Linked DNA regions of Mus musculus: regions 2 and 3 are each linked to region 1. A link is a contact called in public promoter capture Hi-C data. All regions are on one chromosome and are shown on one strand. The core of a region is the stretch at or near the end of the contact, and the rest is flanking DNA. Distances in the headings are between cores, read along the strand shown. Region 1 has its middle 4.2 kb from the start of Gm17359. Region 2 has its middle 67 kb from the start of Gm36442. Region 3 overlaps 4921511C10Rik (RIKEN cDNA 4921511C10 gene).

Region 1 (3,447 bases), core at 290-2,789:
GTGACTCACTTGTTTTAATTATTCTTTTGCTTGTTTGTTTGTTTGGTTGGTTGGGATTTTGAGACAGGGTTTCTCTGTGTTGCCCTGGCTGTCCTGGAACTCACTTTGTAGACCAGGCTGGCCTTGAACTCAGAAATCCGCCTGTCTCTGCCTCCTGAGTGCTGGGATTAAAGGTGTGCGCCACCACGCCCAGCTTGTTTTTTGTTTTTTGTTTTGAAACATGTAGTGTAGCAATACAGTGCTAACAATGGAGATGCTTTCTGATTTTAATTTAAATTAATGTGGAAATTGAGCTACATAGACTGAGAGGGAATAGCAATCCTATATCACAGTCCTATTTCACCCAAATTTGAGCCAAATGAGGAGGAGGGAGATGGCTACAGACCCTCTCCTGACACAGTCTTGCAGACTTAAAGATGACAAAATGTAAGCAATGGTCAGTTTACGTTTGCATTTGTCATACATATTTTCTTTCAGGAAAGCATGGTTGGCAGCAGCAAGAGGCAATAACAGGGTTAAAACTTATTGAGTACATACTGTGTCCAGAATATAGATAACCATTTTATACACATCTCATTTATTCTACAGATTGCCATACCCCCCCCCCAAAAAAAGCACTTTGCCAATATTATACATAAGACTTATGGCTTGAAGCCAAGCCTGTAAGTATTCAGTTTACTTTTTTTTATATATATAAATCCAGAACACTTTTATGAGATGTAACAATGTTTGATAATAAAAAAGTGTAAGGAAATTCATGGTATGGTGACAGAACTGTCCTCTCAGCACTTGGGAGGTAGAAGTAGGAAACTTTTGACTTCAAGGTCAGTCTCTGCATACATAGGGAGTCCGAGGATAAATGGGGCACAGCGAGCCATTATCTCACATACCTAGAGTGTATGGAAAGTGATGGATGTGTGTGGCTGAGTGCCAGAGCATGTACAGAGCATGTTCAAGGCCCTGGGTTCCATTTCTACTCTGTATTAGAAATTATGGGAGGGCAAAAAGTAGCTGACATGAATTGCCCTTTAGAATGATATTTACTAAGAGAGTGTGCTTCATGACCACGGGCTGTTTTGTGATTGGATCTTGAAGTGAGACAGCCTTAGAAGAAACAGCACCGGACCATAGACACAGTTTAACTCAATAAGTTCAATGGGGTCACAAAGAGAGCAGGAGCCTTCCCTTCAGATCCCAAAGAACACCACCATTAGGAGAGAGAACGTTATGAGGGTCTGAAGGAAAGATCCTTCAAATCCCTGAACAAAGGTGGTTTCTACTCTTACAGGGATCTAAGGGGTGGCAGATCACGTGACAGCATGTGCCAGGAGGCAGGCACTCGGTAGGACTGTAGTTCAAAGTTGCCTTGTTCCTGATCAGCAAGTAGGGCTGGGGGAAGACTGGGCTTGCTTTTCCCATGGTCTCAGTCACAGCAGCAGCAGGCACCTGTCAGGTCTTCGTCCTAAGGGACAGACTGCATGCAGGCTTGGATGAGCTGACTTTAGCAGGGGGTGTGTCTGTGATCTAACACTACCCAGAAAAGTAATAAGTAAAGAACCTTTGACCCATGAGCCACAAAACTCCCCAGATTGCAAACTGTACTGAGCCCTCTTGCCCCTCTCCTCCACCCCTCCTCCCTTTCCACTTTCCTTTCTCGTTCCCTTTCTTTCTCCTTCCTCCTTCCCTTTTCTTCTTTTTTCCTACTTTCTTTTTGACCCTTGTCCTTCACTTCCTTTCCACTTCCCTTTTCCCTCCCTGGCTTTTCCTGTTAATGCTGGAGATCAAATTCAGAGACCCTTATGCTAAGATCCTGTCTTAATTTCATTCCTTGTTATTGTAACAAAATACTCTGACAAAAGCTACTTCAGGAAGGATTTATTTTGCTCACAATTTCAGGCTACTGTCCATCACTGAGGGGAAGATAAGACAGTAGGAACTTGCAGTGGCAATACATTAACCACACAGTCAAGAGCAGAAAGCAATGAATTCATGTATGCTAGAATTTAGCTTGTTTTCTCCACTCTTATGCAGTTCAGAATCCCCTACCTAGAGGATAGTGCCACAGTGGGTAGGTTCTTCTTTGCTCAATATTGCAATAAAAATAATCACTCACAGATATATCCACAGGCCAATCTAATCTAGATAACCCACCATTGTAACTGTCTTCTCATGTACTTCTAGATTGTATCAAATTGACAATTAACACAGATCATCACAATCTCTATAATTAAGATATAAATTGTTATATAACTATAGTAAATTTGACCTAAATTTACCTATATAGATATTTCTTGTTGTACTTCAGTATTACTAAATTTTCTGATTATAAAAATATATAGCTTCATTCTTTTCTAAACATTAAAATTAGATGTCTTTACAGAGACACTGTGTTGGACTCTACAGTTGTATCTGTTGAAGTGATTATGAGCTCTGAAGTAATTATTAAATTATCAAAGCAAGGGAGTGAGAAGATTTCATTCCTGCTGGGCAGCAAACCTTGAGTCGGTATTGATTCATTGACAACAGTGATTTCTTTCATAGAAATGAGCCCAGAAGCTAACAGAGGTCATCTTTGGTTCCCTACAATGAGCTCAGTAGCTGTCATAATATTTTATGACAAGTTTATAAACATTTTTAACAGCTCTCTTAACCTGCTGTGCAGCATATACAAATCCATATTTAATTGATGTTATCACTTTATCGCTGGTACTGTTACTTTGTTGGTTGGCTTTCTCTTCATGTCTTTGTTTTCTCAATCTTATTCAAGCAAGCTGGAAAGCAGACGTCGATCACATTCACCCCCACCTCTCTGTATGTGGCTCCACACACTCCTTCTCTTCCTGTCACTCCACACTTGGATCAGGTACTTCCCTTTCCTGGGCCATATTGATTCGGGAAAGTGGGGGCTCCTTGAGTACAATAGAGGCTTTCCCTCTCAGCTCAGGTGAGCATAACTTGAGGTGCAGGGGTCTCAGACAAACTAAAAACCATCAAAGCAGTTCTAGGTCAGTGGTTTCCCGGTCTCTGGCCGCATGAATTTTAAGAATGAATTTCATGGGGGCTGGTGAGATGGCTCAGTGGGTAAGAGCACCCGACTGCTCTTCCAAAGGTCCAGAGTTCAAATCCCAGCAACCACATGGTGGCTCACAACCATCCGTAATGAGCTCTGACTCCCTCTTCTGGTGTGTCTGAAGACAGCTACAGTGCACTTAGATATATTAACAAATAAATAAATCTTAAAAAAAAAGATTTAAAAAAAAAAGAATGAATTTCATGAACGGAAAAGTGAGCTTACAAAGGAGTTTTATAAGATGATAGGTGGGGACCTAAACAAAAGAAGGCAGAGTTCCTGTATAGTGGGCAGGGAGCCCGGAAGTAGGGTGCCACTGAGGTGTTTAGCACCTTCGCTGGTACTACGCGGTGTGGGGAAATGCATTGATTTGCCCA
Region 2 (3,620 bases), core at 790-3,289, 100 kb after region 1:
TGTCCCCGTGTATGTCTTTGCTACATGACGTGGACATCTGGAAAGTCCCTGAACATACACTGGATGTATGCTTATACTGTAAAATCTGGCTAAGGCATCTATTATTTAAAGACAGGAACAACAAAACATCGCTGACACTGTAAGAAAAACAAGAACAAACCAAACCAAAACCTGAGAGAACAGCTCGCTGAAAAAGCAATTCATCACCCAAGGGTCACAGTGTAGATGCATGCCACCCTTTACACAAGTTACAACTGTACAACAGAATAGCTTCTGGGTCTTTGGGGTCATCAGTTGTCTTATTTGGCCATAATTTGGGGTTCAATATTACCTTTTGACTTTATTTTAAGTAGGTTGTTAAAATCAAAGATAGACCCTTGGTTTTGCCAGTATCCTGAAGTCCAAACATCAAGCAAGTATGGTAGGCATGTGCCTTCTGGAGAATTCTATGAGGCACTGTACCTAAGAAGCACAGCATCTTGGCCTATGGAATGGGCAGAGCTAGGAATATGGCTCAGCAGTTGAGCATTTGCTATACCCATGGGGACCTGGGTCCAATTCCCAGCACCCATGTGGAGTCTCTCACAATGATCAATAACTCCAGTTCCAGGGCATCTGACACCCTCTTCTGGCTTCTTGGGTAAATGGCATGCATGTGGTACATACACATGCATTTAAGCAAAACGTGTACAGTTTTTTAAAAAATTCCTTGGGGCTGGAGAGATAGCTCACTCACTGTTCTTGGAGAGGACCATGTGAGGAAGCCACAACTGCCTGTACCTCTAGTTCCAGCGCCCTCTTCTGGCTTCCAAAGGCAACATTGCAAACACACACACATACACGTTTTATATATATATATATTATACAGGGAAAGAGACACAGATAGACAGACACCTAAATAGAAAGAAAAAATTTCCTTAAAAAGAGAGGATAGCTTCTTATAAGCCCTGTTCTTTCCATTGGGCAATAGTTATCCTTTGCTTTTAAACGTTTTTCTATCAATAGCTGCCTAATATGTATGTTCTTTTGATCTGTCTGGTTTAACAACAACAATAAAAAAAACCAACCCAACTTTTGTTTTTTAGTAGTGTCTATGATATAGGCTGTTGATCCAGGGTCAAATAAGCACTATTCCAGGGGGAAAGATGAAATGTTTAGAGAGTAGTGTATGTACAGCATAATCATAAATAATTCTAGGGTGGTGTGTCAAGATGGAGAGCCAATCAAAGGAAACAAAGCTGTACTTAACTCACTTAGAATATGTGTGGCACCAGTCTGGAGCATCATGACACGCTGTCCCACCTTCCAAAACCTCTGCCCTCATGAAGGGCTGAGTGGTGATGCCTGGCTGCAGTCAAGGCCAGGCTGGCCTCTGGAGGTGGGATGGAGAGCACCCACAGTAAGGGTAGGGATGGTCTTTTCAAGTAGCCAGCATCTCTGAAATATTCCCCCATCTGTTGCTGTTCATCATCAGCAACCCCCTGCCCCATGAGCCTATGCAGAAGGCTAGCTTGAAAACGGGAAATATGAAGAAATTCATCTTAAAGCTCTCTCTTGAGCGATCTGATGGTAGGTGTGGGCTGCACTGAAGATGTAAAAAGATCCATGTAAATAAAGGTCTCCCGGGAGTGTCCCAAGGAGAGAAGAGAGGGAAGGACTTGTCCCTTAGACAACAAAGGACCTGACAAGTGCTTCTGTATGTGTAGCTCAAAACTTCCCCTTTGCCAATGGGACTTTTTTCACTTCCAGAATTAGAAAGAGCAAATATTGATGGTGCCTTGAGGAAGCAGCCAATGAGAGAGCCATATCCTTAGGGAAGAACTTAAGAGAGAGCAGGTCATTAGGGTCCTCCGCGAAAGCCAGAAATACACGGATACACAATGACATCACTTCATGGTGGGTACGGAAAACGCAAAGCCCCAAAGGAAGCTTGTCTCTGTGAAACTCAAGTGAGTAACTCACTGTGCTATATAGATTAGGTGGGAGGCTGACTCACTGGAACTCAGCACAGTCACTTTGAAAAGTTAACCTCAGAATCCAAGAGACAGCCGCTTAACCACTTATATGGAAGTATTTTTAGTTCCCCAGACAGAGCTCACAAGATGTGGGTCAGGGCAGCAGACAGAAGAGAAAGGGTGGCTTCAGGCACCGTGGGTGCTGGCCGCTTTGGTGCTCCAGAATAAATAGCTATTTTAATCAGCTTATGACAACATTCAAGCCAGTGACCAAGAGGCCACTGAATTGTTTGGTCATGAACCAAAGCAGCCACGGAGTCCACGAGGTCCCAGCTCCACACAAAAGGCAAGACACCTGGAACCAGGGCAGCCCGTCTTCACGGCCCCTCCTCAGCACCTGGAGTGTTTTCTCTGTCACAAGCATCCACAGGAAAGCCAAGCTTGCCCTGTCAGTTTTAGACACTTACGTAAGAAAAGGCCAGCCAGTTTTTCCTGAGTGCTAAAACCTATTTTCTCTCCTCAGCCCATTTCTTGATGTTCAGGCTGCTAGGAAAAATTTGGTCATCTCTGAACCAGCAGTTGTAGCGGAAATATCAAACATTGTTGTGTAATAAAACATTTTTAAATAGTAAAAGAAGTAGTCAATCTAAGATCATTCCCACTGTCTGCCAAGCCCTTCACTATGTGCAGGATCGCCGGCTTTCTAACTGGAGATAGAAAAAAAAATACACTTTTTAAAAATTTTTATTGATGCAAGCAAAATAGACCATAAATGTGTTCTATGTCAGAACCCACTAAAGATACTAAAGACACAGAAACATAAAGGGACTGGGGCTGGGGCTTAGTTGTGGAGAACTTGTATAATGGGGGTGACACTCTTATTCAATCCCACTAACACACACAGAGACACAGACACACACACACAGACACAGACACAGACACAGACACAGACACAGACACACACACACACACACACACACGCTGGGAAGATCACTCAGCAGTTAAGATCACTGGGTGCTTCTTGCAGAGGACCTGGGTTTGGTTCCCCATATCCACAGGATGGCTCACAACCATCTCTGACTGCAGTTCTAGAGGATCTGACGCCCTGTTCTGGCATCTGCAGGCATTGCACATAGGTACAGGTAAAACACTCATACACAAAATGTTTACTCTAAGTTTTTTTTTTTTTTTAACAAATGAGAATTAGGTAAAATTGAAGGTAGTGCTAACAGTAACAGGGCAGAAAGAATTTTAAAAATTTAAAAGAAGGCAATGAGGCTGAAGAGATGGCGCATCAGGTAAGACATTCGCTGCCAACCCTGATGGCCTGAGGTTTGATCTCTGGGGCCCACACCGTAGAAGAAGGGAAATGACTTTGGCAAACTGTTCTTCGGCCTACACACATGCACCATGGCACACATGAGCACACAAAGAGATAAACGTACTTAAAAAAATATGAATGAAATAGCCTGAGAAGTTAGACTGCTAGAGAGAAGAGATTTGAAAACACAAACTTCAAGGACTCCCTGAGGAGGATGTGGCCCAGCACCAGAGAGCTGCTGGGATATCAGACTAGAATGTGTGGAGAGCAATCAGTCTGGCACACGGGAAGGTGATGCTAAGAGCCACCAGGGTGCACTGGTGGGAACTCAGGGCCAAGTAGAG
Region 3 (3,398 bases), core at 155-2,654, 120 kb before region 1:
TGAAGTCGTAGGGATCCACCTGCCTCTGCCTCCTGAGTGTCCTGGTATTAAAGTGTGCACCACTACACCTGACTTCGAGTTTTCTGCTTTTTAAATTCAGGCTTTTAACTACCATTGTTATTGTTATATAATTTTGGTGTCCCTGTAACTGAGTATGTACTCTACCACTGAGCTAAATTCACTAACCCTTAAATCCAGATTTTTATTATCAGCTTTAAAGTGAAATGTGACCCATGTACAGTTTATCATCTGTAATCACTATAGCTCCAAATGGCTTGGTTGGAAAGAGGAAAAGAAGAAAGAAATTCTTGATTTTTTTTCAAGGCAGCCACCTAATTTTTCCTCCAATATAGACCAACTAGGAACATATTTAAGGCTGGCAAAGCTAAACAGCATACTGCAAGCTTCCCTCTGGCAACCCAAGAGTGTCATATAACATAAAAAACGGAATTTCCTTCTGCTGCTGAGCATTCAGGGGTCCCAGCTCTGGCATCCACATACAGACGCACATATCCTTCTTAGAACCCTGCACGAAAGCCATTAACTATACTTGAACCCACAGACTTACACACACACACACACACACACACACATTTACATGTTAGTCTTTTAGATGTTTAAAATGCAAGTCTCAAGCTGCACTGCAGACGCTGAAACTCTCCTCTGAAGATGCAGTCTACCACCATTCTCGGATACTTTTTCATCTGAAGATGATAACTGAAATCCAGGGTGGTATATGGTTTCTTCTAAACCTCTCTACTAGGAATAACACAGTTTTAAGGCACCACTAAGAAACTGTATGGCCCTGCATCATTCAGTTCACAGAGCAGCAGCCGCTCTTTAAACACCCTTGCTAGCATTATTTCCCAAAACACACCCCACAGAAGCTAGTGCAATACTGCATACATCATGTCTGAGAGATCCACAGAGCACACTGAAGTCATACAGGAAGAGTCCAGAAACTTCTCCATTGCTAGGAAGGGTGAGGGTACCTACCCCAGGCAGGGCGTGTTTGCACCTTCTAGGGGCATCAGTCAAGCCTCTGGCTTGCAAGCTGCCCCGCCCCACACCGCATTCCCCATTCAGGGAAAGCACCAACAATCTCTTCACCTTTTCCTTTCCTCGCCATGACCAGGGAGGAACCTGATAAAGTCTGTAAAACACACTTCTCCCAAGTGAACAGTGAGCAGGCGGTGGGAGTGTGTGTGTGGAGGGGGGGGGGTACAGAGAAAGAAGAGGGTGTCGTCTCTGCTGGGGTACCATGTGCTTTCTCCAGCACTCTTGAGAAGGGTGGGGAGAAGACAGGAGAAACCGGCCTTCAGTATCATCAGAGAGCTTTGGGAAAGGCCTCTTAATGGGCTCAGACAATCCTCAAAATGGCCACAAGGTGGCAGAATGGATCAACAGCCCTTTCTTGGGACTCAAAAAAGTAAATATATATATATATCTGGTCACAAATTCAGGTCTTTGAGGATCATGAAGAGAACAATGGTTTTTGTCGTGCCTCTGCTGGGGGACACTTTAATACCCCCCCATCTGATTCCCAGCACCCCTGCTGGGTGATAAAAGGGATTTTAACCAGCCTCTCCACCTGCAGGGGCTGATACAGCCCAGAGCAGTTAGAACAAAAGCCGAGGTCACTACACCACAGAGGGGTTTCAGGACAGCACACTTAAAAGTTAGGAATCCAGACCACCAGGTCTTTAACAAATAGCTTAAGTATCTATTTTAAATATCTATTTAAACCACGTGAAAGCAAAATACTGTTTTTTCAAAGTTACTAATTAACACCCAAAAGAAAAGCAATCCTCTGGGGTGGTGATTTCATTAAGTCCACGTGGAAGGTGAGGAGGCGTGGTAACCGGGACACCTAGCTGAAGTCACCTACCCTGAGGCCCAGGTGTATCCCAAGGCTTATCTCAAACCTCGGATTTTTATGACACGTGGGTGAAGAGCAATGTTCAGGTTGCTCTGTGGTTAAAAATTCCTTGGATATTTTCCACAGAAAAAAAGCAACCTATGCATTTTCTTTTTAAACAGGGGTATTGAAAGCATACAGGGCTATCAAGATGGGTCAGAGTGACTGTGTGCTCTATTCATGCCTGACTACCTGAGTTCAACTCCCAAGACCTCCCTAGAGATGGCTGGAGACCCCACACTCCACAAGGTGTCCACATGTTCTCTCCCCAACATGCACCCACTCAGACAATAATAACACGGTGTTTTTAAAGTAATCTTACAGTAATGACTGCCTCCTTAACGCGGGAAATACAAACTGGACTTCAGGATTGCGAAAATTCACCCTTGTTCCATTCCACTTGAACTTGGTGTTAGGGACCTGAGACCAGTCAGGTGTCCATCCAGAGGAGGCAGAGACAATGAGACTCAGGGAAGTCTCCCTCTCCAAGGCTTGCTGAAGGAAATGCAAGCGCTAAGTGAGGTGACTAAAGGAAGCCACAGGAAGTTTTGTTTACAAACTGTGCATTGTTCACGTAGGGAAAATCGTGTAAGCAAGTTGTTTTCACTTCTGAAGATTAGAATTTCTCTTCAGAAGAAAATGTACATTTTACCAGAAATTCATCCCGTGGACAAATGACGTGTTCAAATCAATCACTGCTTGTAAGAGTCTGTGCTTACCTTCAGCACAGTGTCTTAAACACCAGCAGCCAACAGCTTCCCCAACCTCTTAGGGAGAAAGCAAACTTCACATCCGATACCTTCATTTTATAGTGTTTAATGTCTCAGCTCGTAAATTGGAATTTTAATGTTATGAGAATAAATTAACAGAATTGAAAATCTATCTGCATTCAACTGTGCTCTCTGTCACTAAGTTCTCACCGGTTGATGAACAATGATATTTTCAGTTGACATTTAAACATCTGAATAAGCACAACCTCCGAAAAGGTCAATCAGCTATGTACACACAGATACACACACGCACACACTCACTCCAGTGAGTCCCGGTCAATCTTTACTGTTTAACAATTAACCAAACGCCAACTTCCATCCAGCAGTTAAAACACTTAGCTGGCTACACTGCCAATCTGGTCTGGCTCTGGTTACCTGTGGAAGACCTGTCTGGGATCAGGTGGGCTAAAGGGGCCACTGAATTGCCACCTCTCCCAAGAGAACCGTGTCCACACCTCATCCATAGGATGCCTGAGGTTTCTCACAGTCCGTCATCTAACCCCAGAGGTTTGATCAACGGCCCTCCAGTGGTGGCATGCAGAGAGGGGTCTGAAGGAAGGGACACAGCAGAGCAGGTCACTGCGGACAAACACAGCTCCTCGCTGCCTCTTAGCAAATAAATGCATGCACTCTCTGAAGGAAGCAGATTTTAAATATAGAAATTGTCATTGCTGTCATTTTGCTAGGACAAAAGACAAAAATAATTCAAC

Evidence for each region. Promoter capture Hi-C pulls out the DNA fragments that hold promoters and counts their contacts.
Region 2: a promoter capture Hi-C map of liver shows a contact between it and region 1. The contact joins two enhancer-like sites. A contact is called at or near these places in 9 of 39 promoter capture datasets (the 3T3-L1 cell line, HPC-7-derived erythroid cells, cranial neural crest and 5 more), 9 of 484 Hi-C or Micro-C datasets (the G1E-ER4 cell line, Th1 cells, embryonic fibroblasts and 3 more) and 2 of 9 other capture datasets (adipose tissue and pancreatic islet).
Region 3: a contact with region 1 is called in a promoter capture Hi-C map of liver. The contact joins two enhancer-like sites. A contact is called at or near these places in 11 of 39 promoter capture datasets (the 3T3-L1 cell line, the C10 cell line, the HPC-7 cell line and 6 more), 1 of 15 datasets of contacts at CTCF or cohesin (pro-B cells), 18 of 484 Hi-C or Micro-C datasets (the G1E-ER4 cell line, the HL-1 cell line, Th2 cells and 8 more), 3 of 115 datasets of contacts at active chromatin or transcription factors (CD8 T cells, acute myeloid leukemia and kidney) and 4 of 9 other capture datasets (adipose tissue, liver, macrophages and 1 more).

The regions. Positions count from the first base shown.
Region 1 is chr3:79,339,417-79,342,863 of GRCm38.p6, forward strand. It overlaps a transcript of Gm17359 not described here. Among named protein-coding and RNA genes, the nearest start is that of Gm17359, 4.2 kb to the right of the region's middle. Within about 2 kb of position 1,540, at least 5 of the 459 cell types and tissues checked have an H3K27ac peak or open chromatin away from gene starts, as enhancers often do. A contact at or near this core is called in liver, where this site is marked.
Region 2 is chr3:79,443,257-79,446,876 of GRCm38.p6, forward strand. It overlaps a transcript of Gm17359 not described here. Among named protein-coding and RNA genes, the nearest start is that of Gm36442, 67 kb to the right of the region's middle. Within about 2 kb of position 2,040, at least 23 of the 459 cell types and tissues checked have an H3K27ac peak or open chromatin away from gene starts, as enhancers often do. A contact at or near this core is called in liver, where this site is marked.
Region 3 is chr3:79,220,452-79,223,849 of GRCm38.p6, forward strand. All of the region lies in intron 1 of 4921511C10Rik (RIKEN cDNA 4921511C10 gene), which reads left to right. It also overlaps a transcript of Rapgef2 not described here. Among named protein-coding and RNA genes, the nearest start is that of 4921511C10Rik, 9.2 kb to the left of the region's middle. Within about 2 kb of position 1,405, at least 43 of the 459 cell types and tissues checked have an H3K27ac peak or open chromatin away from gene starts, as enhancers often do. A contact at or near this core is called in liver, where this site is marked.